3 separate regions of the Sus scrofa genome follow, and regions 1 and 2 are each linked to region 3. Evidence: chromatin contacts called from public HiChIP or PLAC-seq data. All regions are on one chromosome and are shown on one strand. The core of a region is the stretch at or near the end of the contact, and the rest is flanking DNA. Distances in the headings are between cores, read along the strand shown. Region 1 overlaps DYM (dymeclin). Region 2 overlaps DYM (dymeclin). Region 3 overlaps CTIF (CBP80/20-dependent translation initiation factor).

Region 1 (3,289 bases), core at 761-3,260, 540 kb after region 3:
CCATCAGATTCAAATTTGAGATGTTTTTGTTATTACACTACTGTGAAGTTCACCATATTCTCTTACATCAAAGAGAATGTGAACCTTGACAAACTTTACAACTTAAAAGTAGGGCTTTTAGAGAAGCCTATATCTATTAACCAAAGAGAATGCATAATCTAGAGGAACCTAGATTGGATTGGTAAAAAAATCATAAATACAACCATTGCATTTAGGGGATACAAGGCAAACAGTCATATGTGGATTTGATTGTCAAAAAGACCACATGCATTGGTAACACAAAATTAGAGTATTATGATACGTCTTGGGAGGGAAATGGGTGAATTGCAACACTGGTTTTACTGTGCTTCTCTCAGCTACAACTTGCCCAAACTCTGTTTGTCCTCACTGACAATAAGGACAGAGATATCTGCTACAGAGAAAAATCAGAAAAACAAAACATCCCACAGAAATCCAGCTCTTTTAAGCCAAAGTGATATTAAGTGAGCCAGTCTAATGAACTAATATATGAAAAAAACTTCATTTGCATTTTATGTTTTTTTCAGGGGGATTTTACATTCAAAAAGGAAGATAATTAGTTCTAGATAACACTGTAATTCTTTCTTGGCCACACCTACTGCATGTGGAAGTTCCTAGGCCAGGGACTGAACCCACATCATAGCAGCGACCCAAGCTGTTGCAGTGACAATGCCAGATACTTAGCAATGATCTGAGCCATGTTGCTGACAATGCTGAGCCACAAAAGAACTCCCAATGCTGTAATTTTGGAACATGATGGCTTATTTAAAACAACAATGAATTAAAATTCAAAGCTGAAACAGGATGGCACCAGAAAGATATTTTTAATGATAACATATCTAAAAATAATAAAATGAAAACTAAACTCACCTCAGAAAAATATTTGAATAACAAATATTAATAGGCAAGGAAATAACTACTGCATTTATACAAGTATAAGTCATCAGAAGAAACACCATTTGATTATGTAAGAGGGAAAATCAGCTTCTCTAAATATACAAAAACAGAGAATGCACTCCCCAGAACCAGATTAGGAATAACACGATAATACATATAGCTTCATTATGCAAAAGAATGCAACACGTATTGGGAAAGTTAGTTCTATGGTTTTGGTTATGGGGAGGCATGTTAAATTTCCACATGCTATAAACAAATAAGGCCACATTACCCTATGAGAAGACTACTTAGTCTTTTTAATTCTTTTTTTTTTTTGTCTTTGTAGGGCCACACCCATGGTATATGAAGGTTCCCAGGCTAGGGGTCTAATCAGGAGCTGCTGCTGCCAGCCTATGCCAGAGCCACAGCAATGCCAGATCCGAGCAGCATCTGCAAACTACACCACAGCTCACCGCAACACCGGATCCTTAACCCACTGAGCGAGGCCAAGGTTTGAACCAGCAACCTCATAGTTCCTAGTCAGATTCATTTCTGACTCATACAGGTATATACATTCCTCAGTACATAGAGAGCAGTGATTTAAGCCCCATGCCAACAAATTCAAATCCAAGAATACAAATACACCAGGGCTGAGTTAGTTAACAAAACAATAATTTTAAGAGTTCTTTTTACTGTTTGGGGTAATATTCCCATGACAGCAGAACAGAACCACTACCATCTTAGTTGTAAAAAGCAGTGCCAATTAAAGCCAAACTGACTTTGATCTCACTTAAGGAGAAGATGCGTACATGAGTTACATTCACAAATTTGCAACTGATGCCTCTTAGTTTTCATCATGGTTCTAGCTCAACTGGATCATCTTTCAGTGAAACCACAAGTTATTAATGTATATAGATTTGCTGTATAAACAGGTTCTATTATCATTATTAGATTCAAAAGAGGAAGGGAGGGACTAGAAAACCAGACAGCAAGAGTGAAATACAATTTCTTTAAACTATGGTAACAGGAAATACCACAAACTCTTATCATCATCACACCAAGAGTCATGCAAATTGGTAGCCTGGGTTGCATTTGCTGCTTAGTGCCAGGCACAGAAATCAAGGAAGTGGTTCTTGGAGTTCCCGTCGTGGCGCAATGGTTAATGAATCCGGCTAGGAACCATGAGGTTGCGCCTTTGATCCCTGGCCTTGCTCAGTGGGTTAAGGACCCGGCGTTGCCATGAGCTGTGGTGTAGCTCGCAGATGCAGCTCGGATCCCGCGTTGCTGTGGCTGTGGTGTAGGCCGGCGGCAACAGCTCCGATTTGACCCCAAGCCTGGGAACCTCCATATGCCCCAGGAGCGGCCCTAGAAAAGGCACAAAGACCAAAAAAAAAGAAAAAAAAAAAAAAAAAAAAAAAAGGAAGTGGTTCTTGAGCTCTTTTCTTTAAACTAGACTATCACAACATATCACCTCCATGTCTTGCCTGCTACAGTAATATACTGTTATTCAAAACAAGAAAATAGCAAGAATTACAAAGTCAACAGAACGTTGGGTTTTATGGACCTGTTAATCCACAATGATGCTCTCTACCTGACCAGTAAGAGCAATCCAGAGGCTACTTTACGATTTGCTAAACTATGAAAAATACTCCCCAAATATACTATTTTTACTGCATACTCAGAAGTAAAATTACCTGCAGCTACGTATGCACTGGTTTTAGATTAATTTGCCAACATTTCTTTTACTTTCTAATATTTTACAGAAATGATACTAAAATACTATTATATGTTGTTGCATCCCTATGTTCAAACATGCTTGGGGAAGTTTAGGGCTGAAGGACATTATATAAATCCTAAAAGGTGGACTCACTCCAACCAGACACAACCACTCTTTGCGCAGATTCCCAGTGTGGCCACAACCACTGTGTGCCATGATGTAGAGACCATACAATAAACTTCTACTGCCCTGAGCAATAGGGGACTGGAGCTTCCTACTGGCTTCTAGTGTGTGCTACTTGAGAATAAATGCACAAAGGAAAAGGATTAACTGAATCAACATCAGATACACCAAGAATAAACTTAAAATAACAAACATTTTAAAGTTTGTCTAAATGTCACCTGGATAAAAAAATGTACATACATGGATAGTAACTATAATTTTAAATCCCCCAGAAAGCTTCTGCTTGTTTATTCAGTTAGAAGGATGACACAATTGTTCATTAGAGGAGAAACGAGACCTTTAGTCACTCCTGGAAATTACATTCAGTTGCTAATTGCTCTTACTTTTTCTTCCCCCAGTGGTAAGTAAAATGTAAAATATATCCTTTGGGTTACCTTGAAAATCTGCCTATAAATGCTTGCTTTGTGAAAATGGGTTAAAAACCTTTTGAGAACA
Region 2 (3,282 bases), core at 772-3,271, 580 kb after region 3:
CTAGGAGCTAATCAACAATTATTAAGAAATGAAAATAAAGCCTTTAGAAAATAAATAATGACCTAAGGAAATGGGGAAATGCGAGCTGACTGCCCCAAAAGGCAGCTACATAGATTCGGAGGTGGGGGATGAACGCAGCATGTACACTAAGCAAATTAGATCAGTCCAAACAGGTCTCCTCTTTGTTCACATCATTTAGCCAGGTGAATGACGACCCATTTTCAACATGCTTTCCCCAGAAAGACTCTGAATAACTTTCCCTGCTACTGAAAGAAGCCCCAGACACACCTGAGATTTGAGAGCATAACTAGATTCCCCTCCCTGAAGGGAAGAGAACAACTCCCCTGCAGCCGCTCATCCTGGCTCTCCTCATGCTAATTGTATCAAGCAAATTATCCGTAAGCGTCTTCTGCTTGTGACCCCAGGAATCACTTTCGAGGACAGTACCGAAAGGATGAGCTACAAACAAATGTTTGTCAAGAGTTTTGAGGCTCATTAATAATGAACAGTAAGAGTCACTCGGAATCAAGTCTGTATTTTATCCCCATGCTGCACATTTGGAGAGAAGAGGCTGGCTAACACTTAAATGTGCTCAACACTGTTCTGAAAGATTTTCACGTTATATTGTTGTAATCCTCACAATGATGCTACAAAATAGGAATTATTATCCACATTTTACAGATGAGGAAACGTACACATGAAAAGGTCTGAAAACTTGTCCAAGGTCACACAGCCAGTAAGAGGCAGAGGTGGGCCTCACTACAGTGTGTACTGCTAACCACTACCATACGCTGTTCCTCACACATGCACAAGGATTTTCTTTCCAGAACTGTTATGTCTACGTACGTGCATACGCACCGACAACTTAAATGTCCACATGGCATTATTAATTTCACTGGATAAATTCAATGACATTTTGAAGCCATCATGTTACAGAACTACGTCATCTCACACACACACACACACACACACACACACACACACACGCATAATGTGTGCGTAATGTGACTACTAAGTGATACACTGGACAAAGAGATGATTCATGTCCCAGGCAGAACAGCACAAAAATGACATACAATTAAACACTTATAAACCGTTTATTTCTGGAATTTTCCATTTAGCATTTTCAGCCCATAGTTGACCACAGGTAACTGAAACTGAGCAAAGTGAAATCTTGGGTACCAGGGGACCACTGTATACGTACAGTGCCATGCCTTGCTTTTCAGCATATCTTGAAAAGCCTTATTATTTTTTTAAATTTTTATAGCTACACACTGTCTACTGTATCAATGTACAATACTGAATTACGTCTCTATTGATTTAGAGTCGTTTCTCATCTTTTTTGTTATAAAGAAAAACACTGCCAAAATAAACCTGTACATTGTCACTTTCACAAATGTGGAAGTATGACAGTTGGCTCACAGGGTAATGTACTTAGAATTTGTTTACATATTGCCATACTGTTCTTCATAGGAGCCATACCAATTTACACTCCTACCCAAAATTTTGAGAATGTTACAAACACCCAAACAGATCCTCCTAATCGAATATGTGGAAAATGGCATCTTAGTGAAGTTTTAAATTGCATTTTTCTTAATAGTGTGAAATTGAGTGTTTAAAAAAAAATATATGGATTATTTGATAACTTTTTTATAACTTAAAATGTTTTTAACTTTGTGAATACATCTTTAGGCAAATTGGTCACTACTTTCCTAAGGCCTACAGGCAGCTATGGGCCTGGCTTGAATTCAATGAGGTATTATTTTTACCACTTTTCAGAAAATGTCAAGAAAGTCAATAGCAAGGATTAGACTATGAGGACAATAACCAGATTTTATTTCCCCTAAGCCTAGCACTGGGCCTGGTGTACCACAGGTGTCCAATAAAATGTTTGCTTTAAAAAAAAAAAAAAAAAAAATGGCACCAGAAGATGTTTTCTTTGGAAGTTTATAGCGCAACAGCACCACCAAGGGGCACTTTAGCTAAAGCATCCCCCCCCCATCAAACGTCCTCCAGCCAGATCTCAAGGCAAACACATAATCAACTGGAGACAGTGTGACTGATGTACAAATGCCATTTCCAGACAATCTCCTAGCTCCACCCTCCAAACGTCATGCTGCCCCCTCAACCTCCCCCACATAGGACTTCTGCAGCTGCCAGTGCCAGAGTGAACATAAGGCCAGTCATACTGCCCCCAGGGAAACACAGCCCTTAAGTTTTCTCAACCCAAAGACAAGAGCTGGCCATTATCAACCACTAGGTGACCAGCAAGTGCAGCCCCATGAGCGTTTATAAGACAGGAACTCTGTCCATTAGTCTAAGTAAAGACACCATTCATTATTGGCAAGTGGGCATTCCTTCTGAACCAAAGAAATACAACACAGGCAAAAGTCAGGGGAGAGAACTTTTATGTCAAGTGTAAATTAAACAAAGGAAAGAAAAATGCAAAGATAGCATTTGAATGCATTCAGCTTTTCTTTTTTGAATCGAAATCTAGACATTTATCTTAAGCCTAGAATTTGAGAAGGAAAGTAGTCTTTCATTTTCCCAGCTTCACCAGTTCATGACAGTCTTGTGGCAGCTACTGTTCAAAGACGGCCACAAATCAACCAAGCCTCCCAGCATTTATGTCCTTGTGTGGTCCGCTCCTTTGAATCTGTGCTGGTCCTGTGACCTGTTTTTGACTGATAAAACGTGGTGAAAGCGACACTGTGGGATAGGTGAGCTAGGTCGTCAGAAGCCTTAGCTTTTCTCACTCTTGGGATGTTTATTCTTGGGAGCATCCCCTTGAGAACCTGTGAGAAAACCAAGCTTTGTGGACAGGTCTCATGGAAAAACTGAGATGCTCTAGTCACCATCTCAACAGACCTCCCAGCTGATAGGTGGCATCAACCGCCAGCCATGAGACTGTTCATACTGGACATCCAGCCTTGCTGCTGTCCGAATGCAAGCATGTGAGAACACTTGAGTGAGTATCACTCAGCCAAGCTGAGAATCCACAGCACTGGGAGAGATCATTATGAATTGTTGCTGTAAGCTACTGAGTTTTGGGGTGGTTTGTCACACAGCAATAAACAACCAGGACAAATTTATTTTATAGTCATACCCAGGCAAGATGAGTAATAAACTTCTAAGACAATTTACCACAGTAAGCTCCCCATCTTATGACTTTTAAAGATTCAAGAAACCATGTGTCCTTACAGGGAATAAATATGATTTATAGATTCTGTATATCCCCTTTCTCTTCGAAGCTCTAATAACTGCGTTCCCAGTAAATATTTA
Region 3 (3,316 bases), core at 706-3,205:
CTCTCTGTGGTGATAGCTGAGGGAGAGGAGCAGATGAGCTGGGCGGACAGCCAGCGGCCAGATCTTAGCATCCACAAGCACTTGGCCGCCTCAGGAGCAAGGTGGGGGGGGTGTGCTGGAGGGCTTGAGCATGGTGACATGGATTCAGGAGGACATCCATCGCAGGGGTGCAGCCAGAGGTGAGGGAGGAAGCTGAGACCCATGGAGCTGGGCTTAGCAAGGAGTCCTGGGGGTTCCACTTGCACTTTTGGCATCTCTATTGTGAACTGTGGAAGGGGGTTGGCAGTGATGTAAACATTCCAGTCCCCATCAATTGTAATCCTGCTCCCAGTGTGGCCCCAGGGTCAGGTGTGCCTGGTGCCAAGGCGGGAGGACAGATGGCTGCTCTGTGATCTGCTCCCACTAGAGGGCGCCAGCGTGCCGTTCTGGAGGCTTCACAGGCGTGTTGCAGCTGGTCCCCAGTCGCCAAAGTTGTCCTTGTCTCATTCATGCTCAGCATACAAGTATGGTGCTTAACTCTGTCCCCCAAATGACCCAGACCCTCCAGACTCAGGCCCTTCTTTCCACAACAAGCGAGGGGAAGAGACAGTGAAGGAAGCGGCCAGGCAGGTGACGGAGAGCACCTGTTTGGTCAACATGTCTCTGCTGTGCACAGCCTGACATTCCTCCAGGGGACCCTCTGCACCCCTCCAATCCTCAGACTCCTGGGAACATGGGGCAGCCCCGGGGAGGTTGAGCCTCTATCAGCTGCAGACAAGGAGGGTGCTTGCTGATGGAGTGAGGGGTGCTGGTGGCCATCCCCCTACTAGACGGCCGCACCTGGGCCTGCAGGAAGGCACCCATTGGTATGGGCTTGGGGGGTTGCAGAGTGTTGGCTTCTGCCCTCAGAAGGTTAGGTAGAAGCTGTGCTGAGGGGAGGGATGGCACTCCACAAACTTGACCGTGTGAGGGCAAAGGAGTAGAATGAGATGGGTTCCCGCCCCTCCTTGCACTCCCCTCCCCTCTCCTCCGTCCCCAAACCTCCAGCCCAGACATCACCCCACCAGGCTCCTTCCCCCTCTGGTGTGGTGACTTGAACAATTTCTCCTCAGCATCTCCTCAGCTTACCAAAGCTCAGGAGCCACATAGCCTCAGGGCTCTGCAGAAATACTGTCTTCTCTTCCCCACACAGCGCTGGAGGCTTCTGCATCTTAAACAAAACCCCAGTTGAAAGACACTGTTTTTGAATTATCCTGTGTCTTGCCCCAGGCTTTCGAAAAGGACACATTTTGATCATTTCTCTTTGAATTCTCTTGTCAGACAAATGTTCCCTCTGCTGTCTTTTGTCTGACCAGAGGAACTTATTTCCCCTTTTGCCTTCCTGTTAGGAAATGTTGAAACTAAATTCTCTGTCTGTCTGCAGTTAATTCTGAGCTCACCCTGACCTGGGCAGGCCCGTTTTGCTCTGATCCTCTGGTGAGTGACCTAGTTGAGTGAAGTACAGAATGTGTAGACCCATTCTTGTGAGGTCGACCTGGTGCACCCACTGGACCAGAAACATCACTGAGTCAGGTGGGATTTCTGGCCTCATGGATATGCCCAAGGCCCTCTCCACGAAGGGGCCCGGAAAACCCAGGAAAGGTAAAGTGGGATTTCTGACCTCATGCCACCTCATACCAGCGTGTCCAAGCGCTCTCTTCACACAGGACCCAGGAGAGGACAGGAGACCAGCTGACAGGGGGGCAAGTGAGACTTGGGGTTAATCACCCCATTTACCTGCTTGGCCCGAATAAAGACAGGATGAGAACCACCCCAAGCCCCCAAGAATATGAGGGACAAATGAGCTTTCAGAATGAAAATCACTCCCCTCCAAAATGATGTCCAGGCTGCACTCCCCCACCCACGAAGCCACTGAGTGCTTGAAGGAATAAAAATGAGGGAGCAGCCCTGTTCCTCCAGCAGGTGGTGCTGTTGCAGTGTGAACTCAGGGTTGGTGGGAAGGGGCTGCCCCACACTGGACTGAAGCTACTGAAAGCCTGGTTCCCAGCCCTTCAGATTGGAAGGAGTGACTTTATTGTTCCCTAGAGCTATGCCAGCTCTGTTGCCAAGTCTTCTGGAAACTTCCAGGATATGCTAACTCACAGACATAAGGATTATTAAAATATTCTGAGATGCCAAGGAGCAAAGTCATGTAAAAACTAAGTCCCACCTCACTAGCCCAGGCCGTTCCTTGTCCGCAAGTTCTGCTTCATGTCCCTTCTTGGTCCCACGGGGTGTGACTTCATTGGTTGAGTCCACCAGGATTGACTGGGCACCTTTCTGTAGACCAGGTATGGTCTTAGCCATGATGGACTGAGGTGGTTTTTTTTTTATTTATATTTTTATTTTATTGCAGTATAGCTAACTTAGAATGTTGTATTAGTTCCAGGTGTACAGCCAAGTGAGTCAGTCACACATAGAAATATAGCCATTCTTTTTTCCCATACTAGTTATTACAAACTATTGAGTAGATTTTCCTGGGTTATAGAGTAGGTTCTCATTAGTCAGTGAGTATATATTGTGTATGTGTTATTCCCACCCTCCCAATTCTTCCCTCCCCCCAGCAGTTTCACCTGTAGAAACCATAAGGTTGGTTTTGATGGACTGAGTTTAAATGCAGGGGCCACTGCCTTTCCAGTGAACCAGGACATGCCATTCTCCTGATGTCCCCATAATGAGTATCTAGCAATGACTGTATTGCCATGCAGACACTGGCCTTCTAGGTTCCAGGAACTGTGAGGGGCTTTCTCTTTCTTATCTTACCTATTGCTGCATCATGTCTGTGAAGTGTGTGCCGTTACTGATCTCTTTTTACAGACCGTGTTGTCTCTGGTCCAATGTCACCTTCTTAGTAAGGCCTCCTGAACTCCCTGTTCTGTACTCCTCACCCCCCACCTTTATTTCTCTTCGTGGAACGCATCACACATGCTTTATTTATTTTTGTGGTCTGCATTCTCCCACTGGAAAGTCCCATTCTCTGAGGGCTCATACAGTGCTCCTTAAATATTGGGTGAATGACAGGAGAACCACTTGTTCCTGTAAGTGGACTCACTCCTAGTGTCCCTGTCCCACCCACCCCCCACCCCATCCAGAACCTGTGCCTCCTTCACATGGGGACACCGTCCGAGCTACGTGTCTGCACATGTCCTTTCTGAATTCTCATAACTGCCCTGTAAAGTGTAGATACTAGTCTTATCGTCAGCATGCGGACAAGAAAACTGAGATCAAATACGTGGCCCCAAATCTCATGGCTTACAAATGGGGGAGTGGGATTGGAATTCAGGCAGCCTGGCGCCCC

The links. HiChIP or PLAC-seq counts read pairs in DNA pulled down with a chosen protein or histone mark.
Region 1: a contact with region 3 is called in an H3K27ac HiChIP or PLAC-seq map of alveolar macrophages. The contact joins two enhancer-like sites. A contact is called at or near these places in 11 of 47 Hi-C or Micro-C datasets (alveolar macrophages, embryonic fibroblasts, fetal heart ventricle and 6 more) and 1 of 2 datasets of contacts at active chromatin or transcription factors (alveolar macrophages).
Region 2: a contact with region 3 is called in an H3K27ac HiChIP or PLAC-seq map of alveolar macrophages. The contact joins two enhancer-like sites. A contact is called at or near these places in 22 of 47 Hi-C or Micro-C datasets (alveolar macrophages, brain, embryonic fibroblasts and 14 more) and 2 of 2 datasets of contacts at active chromatin or transcription factors (alveolar macrophages and skeletal muscle).

The regions. Positions count from the first base shown.
Region 1 is chr1:98,803,646-98,806,934 of Sscrofa11.1, forward strand. All of the region lies in intron 13 of DYM (dymeclin), which reads right to left. Among named protein-coding and RNA genes, the nearest start is that of DYM, 220 kb to the right of the region's middle. Within about 2 kb of position 2,011, at least 2 of the 83 cell types and tissues checked have an H3K27ac peak or open chromatin away from gene starts, as enhancers often do. A contact at or near this core is called in alveolar macrophages, where this site is marked.
Region 2 is chr1:98,843,245-98,846,526 of Sscrofa11.1, forward strand. All of the region lies in intron 13 of DYM (dymeclin), which reads right to left. Among named protein-coding and RNA genes, the nearest start is that of DYM, 180 kb to the right of the region's middle. Within about 2 kb of position 2,022, at least 5 of the 83 cell types and tissues checked have an H3K27ac peak or open chromatin away from gene starts, as enhancers often do. A contact at or near this core is called in alveolar macrophages, where this site is marked.
Region 3 is chr1:98,267,461-98,270,776 of Sscrofa11.1, forward strand. All of the region lies in intron 6 of CTIF (CBP80/20-dependent translation initiation factor), which reads left to right. Among named protein-coding and RNA genes, the nearest start is that of TRNAD-GUC, 41 kb to the left of the region's middle. Within about 2 kb of position 1,956, at least 9 of the 83 cell types and tissues checked have an H3K27ac peak or open chromatin away from gene starts, as enhancers often do. A contact at or near this core is called in alveolar macrophages, where this site is marked.